Linked DNA regions of Sus scrofa: region 2 is linked to region 1. Evidence: chromatin contacts called from public Hi-C data. All regions are on one chromosome and are shown on one strand. Each heading gives the region's core, a stretch centred on a gene start, on an enhancer-like site or on the middle of the called end of the contact. The rest is flanking DNA. Distances are from core to core; before and after follow the strand shown.

Evidence for each region. Hi-C and Micro-C count contacts between places; a contact is called where the count stands out from the background.
Region 2: a Hi-C map of retroperitoneal adipose tissue shows a contact between it and region 1, with 1.7 times the contacts expected there. The contact joins two enhancer-like sites. A contact is called at or near these places in 15 of 47 Hi-C or Micro-C datasets (alveolar macrophages, embryonic fibroblasts, epiblast stem cells and 7 more).

What each region holds. Positions count from the first base shown.
Region 1 is chr10:27,398,675-27,403,808 of Sscrofa11.1, forward strand. All of the region lies in intron 3 of C10H9orf3 (aminopeptidase O), which reads right to left. Among named protein-coding and RNA genes, the nearest start is that of C10H9orf3, 71 kb to the right of the region's middle. Within about 2 kb of position 1,942, at least 9 of the 83 cell types and tissues checked have an H3K27ac peak or open chromatin away from gene starts, as enhancers often do. A contact at or near this core is called in retroperitoneal adipose tissue, where this site is marked.
Region 2 is chr10:27,518,622-27,523,755 of Sscrofa11.1, forward strand. No RefSeq gene overlaps it. Among named protein-coding and RNA genes, the nearest start is that of C10H9orf3, 49 kb to the left of the region's middle. Within about 2 kb of position 2,285, at least 1 of the 83 cell types and tissues checked has an H3K27ac peak or open chromatin away from gene starts, as enhancers often do. A contact at or near this core is called in retroperitoneal adipose tissue, where this site is marked.

The DNA.
Region 1 (5,134 bases), core at 692-3,191:
CAGACGGTCATAAGCATGCTTTAGGACTTCACTTCCTTGAGAAAAATCATGAATGTCAAGCTTAAGACAAAAAACCCATAGCAACAAGAATTGGTATACACATGCCTGCCAGAATCATCCTAATCCAAAAGAGATCGTGATGACTTCCCCGTATGCCAAATATGGTAAGTGCAACGCTAGAATGACAAGCAAGAACTAGTCAAAAGCAAGTTGCGAACAAAAGAATGAACTGACAAAGATTTAGAAAGTGCAGGGCATTATGTGAGACCTTACGAAGGATGTAGCAGAGCAGAGTACTGTCCTCCATCACCAGGGGTTTTCTAATCTAAAGAGAAAAGATGTACTCACTTCTGTACTCCTACCCCTGGAAACACATGTGTGTGTGTGTGTGTGTGTGTGTGTGTGTGTGTGTGTGTGTATTAGCCTGGAATAAAGTTTCCTCGGTTGGAGAAATAAGGAGCTCTCCCTACTTCGCATTCTCTCTTTGTGTAAACAATCATGACCAGTCCTACACGTCTTTTAATTTACCAGGTCCTTACACGTCATTCCTGGTTGCTTGCTGTGGGAGCAGGCTAAATAGTACTGCTTATTTGGAGCCATCAAGAGAGAAGAAAAGTTGGCTTTCAGTGGCACACCAGAGGGTCCAGACCCTGAAATCTTGGCTTTTCTCTAGACTTTCCATACAAAATCAAGACAGAATGTCAGGGAGCTGGTCTATTGGACAGGCTGGAGAGCAGCATTTTGCCCGGGATGAAGTAATGTCTACAGTCTCTTACTTTTGCATAGAAAAACAAAATCAGATCCTAAGCGAGGGCACATACAGCTTTTAACACCTTTCATTTGTTCATATGCTTCTTCTCCAACATTTGGAAGGAGCTTAAATTAGCCAGTCTTATTCATTCACTTGAAGCTTCCTAGGAAAAATATAAGCGGAATGTTCTAATTTTCTAGGAATTAGACTCTAAATTAGACCCTGAAAAAATAAAACAAAATTCAACAACAACAAATTACCAAATGGTGGAACAGGAATGTACTACATCGATTTTTTTTTTCCTTTTAAAAGATACTGAGTTTGGAGAAAAGGCATAAACTCTAATCAGAAGCAAAACTAAAGGAAAGACCCTGAAATCACTTTTGTTACTATCAGTGGTGATCTTAAATGCTTCTTCCATGAATATATTACTTCTGTCTGATTACAGAGAACACATTCATTCAACAAGTAAGTACTGAACACCTATTCTATACGAAACACTGTACTGGGCATTGGGTCTCTGGGCGTAATAGTTTAGCTATATTTTGGCAGGGAATACAGGCTGACAACAAGAGTCAGGCTAACATTTCTGTCTGCCCAAATGACATGATGGTGAGAAAGTTCAATAATAAAGGATAAAGGAGCCAAATAAGTCAATCTAAATCGGTTTTTTTTTTTTTTTTTTTTTTTTTTGCATTTTAGGGGCGTCCATGTGGCGTATGGAAGTTCCCAGGCTAGGAGTCGAATTGGAGCTGCAGCTGCCGGCCTACACCACAGCAACATGGGATCCAAGCCACATCTGTGACCTACACCACAGTAACACGGGATCCAAGCCACATCTGTGACCTACACCACAGCTCATGGAAACCCTGGATCCTTAACCTACTCAGCAAGACCAGGGATGGAACCCCCCCATCCTTATGGTTCCTAGTTGGATTCATTTCTGCTGAGCCACGACGGGAAGTCCGCCCAATCTAAATCTTGACTTAGCCTTGTTGAGAAAAAGGATAGAGGCTTCTCAGCTACTCAGATTTTATGATGGTCATCACACTACAGTCTAAACCATTAGCCTTCGTTTTTAAAAACAGCCAGGAGGAATGATTTCCCTCATGTAGCAAGAACTCAGAGGTCTGTCTTCTGACTTCCATCCCCCGCCCGAGGGTTGCTGTCATTTCTGTCGCTGTTATCTGCCTCATGACATTAGGCTGCTCCCAGGTGCTCTGCTTCTTTCGGGAAATCAGCTGGTGCCTGGCAAATGTACTAATCAGGCTGACGTATCGCTGGGACGGAAACTGTGACTTGTGGGTGGGTTGGGTTTTGCCTCTCATGTTTGCAAGGACAGCTCATGGTTTTAAAGGGCCCTGTGCGCAAGGGAGGGGAGGTCCTAGGAGACCAATCGACCAATCGAGAAAACATGACTCGGAGAGGAAGTAGTAGCAACTTGTATTCACATACCCGTTTTCTCTAAGGAGGGCAAACACATTTGGAGACATTATTCCATCCTCCAAATAGCCATTTTGGGGTCTGGCAAAAAGCACTGTTAGTGCTCTTGCCTGGTGGGCCTCCGATAAGCCCCAGCTGTGGGCTGCAGGAGGAATGCAGTATTAGGCATAAAGTTCTTTCTCCCTGTCTAGCTCAATCCTCCCTCTGTCTGAACTGGTAAAGTCTGCTCTGTGGGATCATATAAGGTGTAAGTTGTATGTAAGCAAATCCTAATTCGCATCTACTTTATTATAACTATACCCTGAATTGGTAATTCTGGAAAAAAAAAAATCCACAGATATACTCTGGGAAGTATGACTATTTTCCATGAAAATGCTAAAGTCAATTCTTGTTTTAATTTTTGATGATAATCTTCAAGTAGCTAGACAGACAAATATTGAAAGGCTCTGAAGTTCCCGGGCTAGGGGTTGAATCGGAGCCGTACCAGCCAGCCTATGCCACAGCATCGCCAGATCCACGCCTCATCTGCAACCTATACCGCAGCAGTGGCAACACCGGATCTTTAACCCACTTGAGCGGGCCAGGAATCCAACTCACATTCTCGTGGATACTAGTCAGGTTCATTACCACTGAGCCACAAGGGCAACGCCTGGAAGATTTTTTTTCTGTAAAGGGCTAGTGAGTAAGTATTTAGGGCTTTGCAGGCCATACAGTCTTTGTTGCAACTGTTCAACTCTGCCATTACAGCACCAAAGCAGCCATAAACAATGGCCATATTCCAATAAAACTTTATTAACAAAAGCAGGCAGTAGGCCGCATGTGGCCAGCAGGCTGGATTATCCACATATGAATGCTGCCAAACAATCTGAGCGTTCACATCTGCAGCAGTGTATATGATTACACAGGGACATGTAGCACTGCTTTAATTATTGAGAGATAATGAGAAAAGAACATAAGAATGATCATTTTGGTGGATAAAGCGTAAATGGTATCATAGCATGCTGTGTAAGCAAAAGCTTTACAGCATATGGAAGAAAAGTGGTGGGGAATAAGATCATCATGCGGCTCAGGGTAGAACAGGCAGAGCAATTTCCAAAGAACCTTCATGGAGCTGTCAACACCACATTCATATTGTAAGGAGCAATTTCAATTCAGCAAAATAAGTCATATGTAAGCATACATTAAATTGAAGTTGTTCGTTTGAATTTTGTGTATTTAATAGTTTGTTCTGCACTTAATTTATACTTTTATTTTGGTGCTATAGATGTGGGACAGTTGTAAGGATACATTTACAGTTTTTAAAATAGCATTCTAATAAATACAACTTAACCCTGGTGAATCATGAGATTTTTTTTCCCTCTGAAAAGAAAAATAATGTTCAGGTTTGAGAAACACTGCCAAGCACAAGCTTTGCCATCTGAACTGCAAGGCCAAAGCATGAATGAAAAAGTACATAGGCTTGCTGAGGCCGAGAGTAGGGAGTGCTACGTTGCATCATGGGAGGTGCAGTTATCATCACAAGTGAAACAGAAATGGAGGCTGGAGGGGTCCAGGTATTAGTTCCTGCTTGAGACTGTAGTGTTTCATTTACTCAATCAATTCAGCATGTCAGGGAAACAAGCAAGGAAGGTAGAAAAAGATTCTGTGTGAGTCCCAAAGAACTTCACTAGACAATTCATAAGACACCAAACCCCAAATAAAAGAGCTTTGTGCACCTCTCAACTGCTGAATAGAGAGGGGATTTCAGGCAGCACACAAATGGGAGGGAAGGGAAATTCACTGGCTTTATCCTGTCTGTTGAAACACACCAGAGAAGAAAGCCGTGAGCATGATGGGGAAAATTACTGCAGAATAAAGGTAAACAAACAAACAAACAAAAACCAAACAAACAAAAAAACCATCGTTCTAAGGACTCAGAGGACGAACAAGCCCCGGAAATGAATTTACTGCAGAAACCAAAACAAGCTTAGAAAACTGCCATTCCCATTATGATACAAGAAGATATAAGTTCTATGAAAAAATGGTAAAAAGCTGTTGAGAGGATAAGCTGAAATAGTGTAACAAAGTGAGATCAAAAGACAACAAAATTCCAAAAAATAGGGAAGGCGTGTTACAATAAAAATCTATAATAGAATTACTAAAGAACAAAATGCCTCTATAGAAAATCAGTGGTTAAAAAAAGTGTAAATAAAAAATGAAAAGGCAAGCCATACAATCTGGGACAATATATTTGTGATACATGTACCTGACCAAAGGCTAGAATCTAGGGTATATAACATATTATTACAATTTAAGAATAAAACAACCAAAAAACTCATATTAAATAAATGGTAAAATGACTTGAAGAGATGCTTTTCAAAGGCAGACTCTCAGCCACTGCTGGTGGACTATAAAATGACTGAATCGCTTTGGAAACAGTTTGCCAGATACAAACTTAAAATACACTTATATGATCCAGCAGTTCTACTCTTAGGTATTCACCTAAGAGAAATTAAAACCTTTGTCTATTTATGAATGTTCATAAAATACTTTTTGTAATGCTCCTGCCTCTGCCCCAAATTCAAGTGTTTACCCACAGGTGAGTGGATAAACAGACTAGTTCACTCATATAATGGATGACTGTTCCTCAACTTTTTTAAAAAGGAATAACTATTGACACCCATAACTGTATAGATGCATCTCACAACATGTAGAGCAAAAGAAACCAGACACAAAAGAGTATACATGAATGACCCCATTTATAAGAATGTTTAGGAGAGGTAAAACTAACCTATAGCTGTGGAAATCAGATCAGCCACTGACTGGAGCAGGGTTAGGGAGAAATCACTTACGGAAGGAATTTCTAGGGTAATGGAAATGTCTCTTCAGAGGGGCACTGATTAATTACACAGGTGTATGTATTTGTCAAACCTCATTGAACAAGACAAACTCTGCATTTTA
Region 2 (5,134 bases), core at 1,035-3,534, 120 kb after region 1:
GTGTTGCCGTGAGCTGTGGCATAGGTTGCAGTCAATGGCCTGGATCCTGCGTTGCTGTGACTGCGGTATAGGCCGGCAGCTACAACTCCGATTTGACCTCTAGCCTGACAACTCCCGTATGCCTTGGGTGTGGCCCTAAAAAGTAAAAACAAAAGAAAAGCATTTATTTATTGTCTGTTTCCTCCTACTAGAATATGGATGCCACACGGTGGGATTTTTGTCTGTTGTGGTTGCATCTCAGCATCTAAAATAGGACCTGGCACTTTGAAAGACGTCAGCACTTGTTGAACGAATGAGCTATTTGAAACAAAATATTGTTAAAACGGACAATAGGTGCTTCTGTTTTCTAAGGGGCAGGGGTGATGGTGATGATTTGTAGTCCCGGAGAAATAAGATTTCCATATTTCCACTTTTCCTGAAGGTGGCATCTTACTTGGGCAGAGACTAGGGAGCACTTTTAAATAAACAAGGGGAGGCCTGCTGTTAGACAAGGGGTGTAGCAAGAGAAAACAAAGAATGCAGGCATTGTTGTTTTTAAGAAGGAAATAGGAGTTCCCATTGTGGCTCAGTGGGTTAAGAACCTGACGAGTATCCATGAAGATGTAAGTTTGATCCCTGGCCTCATCAGTGGGTTAAGGATCTGACATTGTTGCAAGCTGCTGCATAGGTCACAGATGTGGCTTGGACCCCATGTTACTGTGTCTGTGGTATAAACCTGCACCTGCAGCTCTGATTCAACACCTAGCACAGGAACTTCCATATGCCACAGGTACGACTGTAAAAAATTTATTAGGAGTTCCCGTCGTGACTCAGTGGTTAGTGAATCCAACTAGGAACCATAAGGTTGCGGGTTTGATCCCTGGCCTTGCTCAGTGGGTTAAGGATCTGGGACTGCCATGAGGTGTGGTATAGGTCGCAGACATGGCTCTGATCCCACGTTACTGTGGCTGTGGCACAAGCTGGCAGCTACAGCTCCGATTAGAACCCTAGCCTCTGAACCTCCATGTGCCACGAGTACAGCCCTAGAAAAGACCAAAAAAAAAAAAAAAAGATAAATAATAACATAAATAAATAAATAAAAAGAAGGAAACAGTTCAAAGAGGCCAGCCAGGTACCTTTACTCAGTGAAGTGGAATGGGAAGAAAGGCCAGAGGCTTTTCAGAGCAGGTGAATCTCAGACTCAGTTTTGTTTGTTTATTTTGCTTTTTAGGGCTGCACCAGAGGCATATGGAAGTTCCCAGGCTAGGGGTCAATCCAGAGCTGCAGGTGCTGGCCTATACTACAGCCACAGCAATATGGGATCCTTAACCACTAAGTGAGGCCAGGGATTGAACCGGCAACCTCAGGGATCCTAGTTAGGTTTGTAACCTGCTGAGCCATAATGGTAACTCCTCAGATTCAGTTTTATGGTATGTTTCTGTCAGGGAAACCCGCTCTGTCTCCTCAGAAATATGAGTCGAGGGAGTTCCTGTTGTGGCGCAGCGGAAATGAATCCGACTAGGAACCATGAGGTTTCGGGTTCAATCCCTGGCCTTGCTCAGTGGGTTAAGGATCTGGCGTTGCCGTGAGCTGTGGTGTAGGTCGCAGACGCAGCTTGGATCCTGCATTGCTGTGGCTGTGGTGTAGACCAGCTGCTACAGCTCTGATTTGACCCCTAGCCTGGGAACCTGCATATGCCGTAGGTGCAGCCCCAAAAGACAAAAAGACAAAAAAAAAAAAAAAAAAAAAAAAAAAAAGAAGCATAAGTTGAGTCTGCTACAAGCACAGGCCTCATGCGAAATTTGGGGGAAAGGAGGACAGGGCTGGAGCGGGGACAGCGATCAGGAACCCCAAGAGGATAAAAAATGGGATTCAGAGGAGGCAGAAGAATGGGGCCAGGCATGACCTTGAAAAATGGGGCCCTGAGAATTCGTGGAAAATCTGGGAAATGCTTTGGAGTGGAGACAGGCACACCTCAGAGCAGTGACTTGAATACGGTACATTCAGAGAGCTTCATAATGCATGAAATATTTTCGCAGATGTTACATTATTTGATCTGCACTCTGCCCCACAGAGTTTGGGTCATTTGCCTGAGACCACCTGAGTGTCAGAGCTAGAGCTGAGCTTGAGATCTTTGGACTGGAAGTCAAACACATGATGACATGACTCCTGGCCTTTCCAGATTCAATTTTGAGTTTTCAGCTCCTTGAGAAATTCAAGTGATGCAGGAACTTGACACTTTTGCTGTGGTACAGCCTCGAACTCTGTTCCAGGAGGCTGGCCTGCAGGAGGGAGGCCCTGAGCTGGGGAGTGAGTCTGAACATTCATCCCATCACCACGGCCCACCACAGCTCTGTTGCTCCAGCCTGTGGTACATGGTGGAGGGTTTATATGGCTGGAAGATCTTGGATCTATCCATGGCAGAGGGCAAAAGGCTAAAACTTTTCCAACATGTGTTCAGGAGGGGAACTTAGAGGGTGCTCTTAAAGAAAAAAAAAACAGTTTAATTTGGGAGGGGTCTGTATTTGGGTTTTCCACATGTTAAAAGCACGAATGGAGCATAAATCTAAGTTTGGAAAATTGGGGAAGATATATTTCCACAATATTCTCTCAGTTGTAGCTGTTGCTATGATATCTTACCCAAAGTATCCTGACTCTTTTCCCAAGAGATTGCTCTTCTGGGAAAAAATGCAATGATATTCAAGTTAAAAATGGAGCATGCCACGAATTATTCTGAACTTTGCTTCTTTTGGTGGAGGAAGCAAGACTTTTGTAGTTCTGATTAAGATGGGGGCAAAAATATTTTATGTGGACCCTAACTAAAAAGAAGGAGAAATGCCACTTAAAAATTTCTTTCACACACATACTTATGAATCAGGTTTGTGGAAATGGAAATAAACACAAACACACCTGTTTTTTAATCCAAAAAAGAATCCAAAAATAGAACCCAGGGTGCCAATGACATAAAATTTAATTATTCACTCAGATCCATTACAACCATTTTCTCCTTTCTGTGAATGACGTTAATGTATCCTGAACCCCGAAGGTAAATTTGTAGAAACTTAGCACTAAATCTATTTCTGGTTAGTGAGACTGAGTAAGCCGTTCTTTGCTTTCTTCCTTGTTTTTCATTGCTCGACTTTCAAAATTATGAGTATATAGCATTAAATTTCAGAACAACAAAGCAATTACAAATGAAATTGTTTTTGTTTTCTGTCTGCACCATATGGAAGTTCTCAGGCCGGGGCCTGAACCCAAGCCACAACAGTGGCAATGCTGAGTCCTTAACTGCCAGGTCACCAGGGAACTCCCAAATTAAACAGTTAGCATTTTGTTAAGGTGCAACTGGAAAGGAAGAGTCCCCATGAGTTACAGAATTTGGGACCTATTTCAAAAGGTAGAGCTTGCACCATGCTGGGAGTTGCCAGGGAAGTAAAGACTTTTTTTTTTTTTTTTTTTTTTTGCTTTTTAGGACCACACCTGCAGCATATGCAAGTTCCCAGGCTAGGGGTCAAATTGGAGCTACGGCTGCCCGCCTACACTGCAGCCACAGCAACTCAAGATCTGAACAGAGTCTTCGACCTGCATCACAACTCGCAGCTCACAGCAACGTTGGATACTTAATGCACAGAGTGGGGCCCGGGTTTGAACATGCATCCTCTCAAATACTACTCGGATTTGTTTCTGATGAGCCACCATGGGAACTCCCAAAGGAAAGACTTGAAAAGAGGATCAAGGATCACAGGACACAGAATCAATCCTGGAAGCCAAGCACATCCCGTTCCTAAGGGGGGGACCACAAAGAAGCAGCCGGGCGAGAAGCTGTTGTCTTTGGGGCTCCCGAGCTGGGCATCATGGTGAGGGGCCAGAAGTTAGGAAGCAGATCAAGATTCGGAGCACAAGAGACAGAACAAGCTGAAAACCTCCCACACCTCCAGGAGCATCTGTCCCTGTGTCTAACTGCTACAACCATTCAAGTTATGGCCGCTGCTTCACTTCCTCGTGCAGATTCTTCCTTTGGACAGCTCTAACCTGGGACTATAGAGGAAGAAGATTCTGAGAAACAAGTTTCCACCTCAACCAAGGTGACACCCAACATCACAGATACCATAAAGCACCATATGTATTTGATTTTTTTTTTTTTTTTGGTCTTTTTGCCTTTTCTAGGGCCGCTCCCGAGGCATATGGAGGTTCCCAGGCTGGGGGTCGAATTGGAACTGTAGCCACCAGCCTACACCAGAGCCACAGCAATGCGGGATCTGAGCCTCATCTGTGACCTACACCACAGATCACAGTAACACTGGATCCTTAACCCACTAATCGAGGCCAGGGATTGAACCCACAAACTCATGGTTCCTAGTCGGATTCGTTAACCACTGAGCCATGGTGGGAACTCACCATATGTATTTGATTCTGATCAAGGTCCTTAATTAAGTGAGGTTGGGCTTAAGATATCCCACAGATAGTCAGTTTACCCCATTCTTTATCAACCCATACCTCTGGCACAGCCTCTTGTGTACCCACATCTTATCCCAACTGGAAAAAGCTAGTTACTGGAGAATGGCTGTTTGGGCCGTGGAAATAGCAGTATTTCCCATCCATTGTGTGTAGACAAGGAAAATCAAAACGGACATGCTCATATTTTTACCCCTTTTAATGCTGTTGAGTCAAAATCTCATGAGCTACAAAGCTGCTTCTGTTCTTTTCACATATCACCTACTAATCAATGTCAGATCAGAGACATTTCAGCATGAGATATACAGTCTGAGCAGCCAGGAAAATGTCTAAATGCTGCTTTATTTTCATCCCAGTGTTTAGCAGAGTGGGTACCAAACTGCCTGATAAAATGATACAAAAACTGGTCTTTCAATATCACTTTTTTTTTTTCCATTTTCTTTAAGCTTCTACTAGGGGTCATGCAAGTATATGCATTTAGGATGAAACAACCTACAATAAGGGAAAACTGCTGACAATGATACTAGAGCACAAAAAAAGAGAAAACCGGGAGTTCCCATCATGGTGCAGCAGAAACCAATCCAACTAGTATCCGTGAAGATGCCGGTTCCATCCCTGGCCTCGCTCATTGGGTTGGGGATCCAGCATTACCATGAGCTGTGGTGTAGGTCACAGAAGTGGCACGGATCCGGGATTGCTG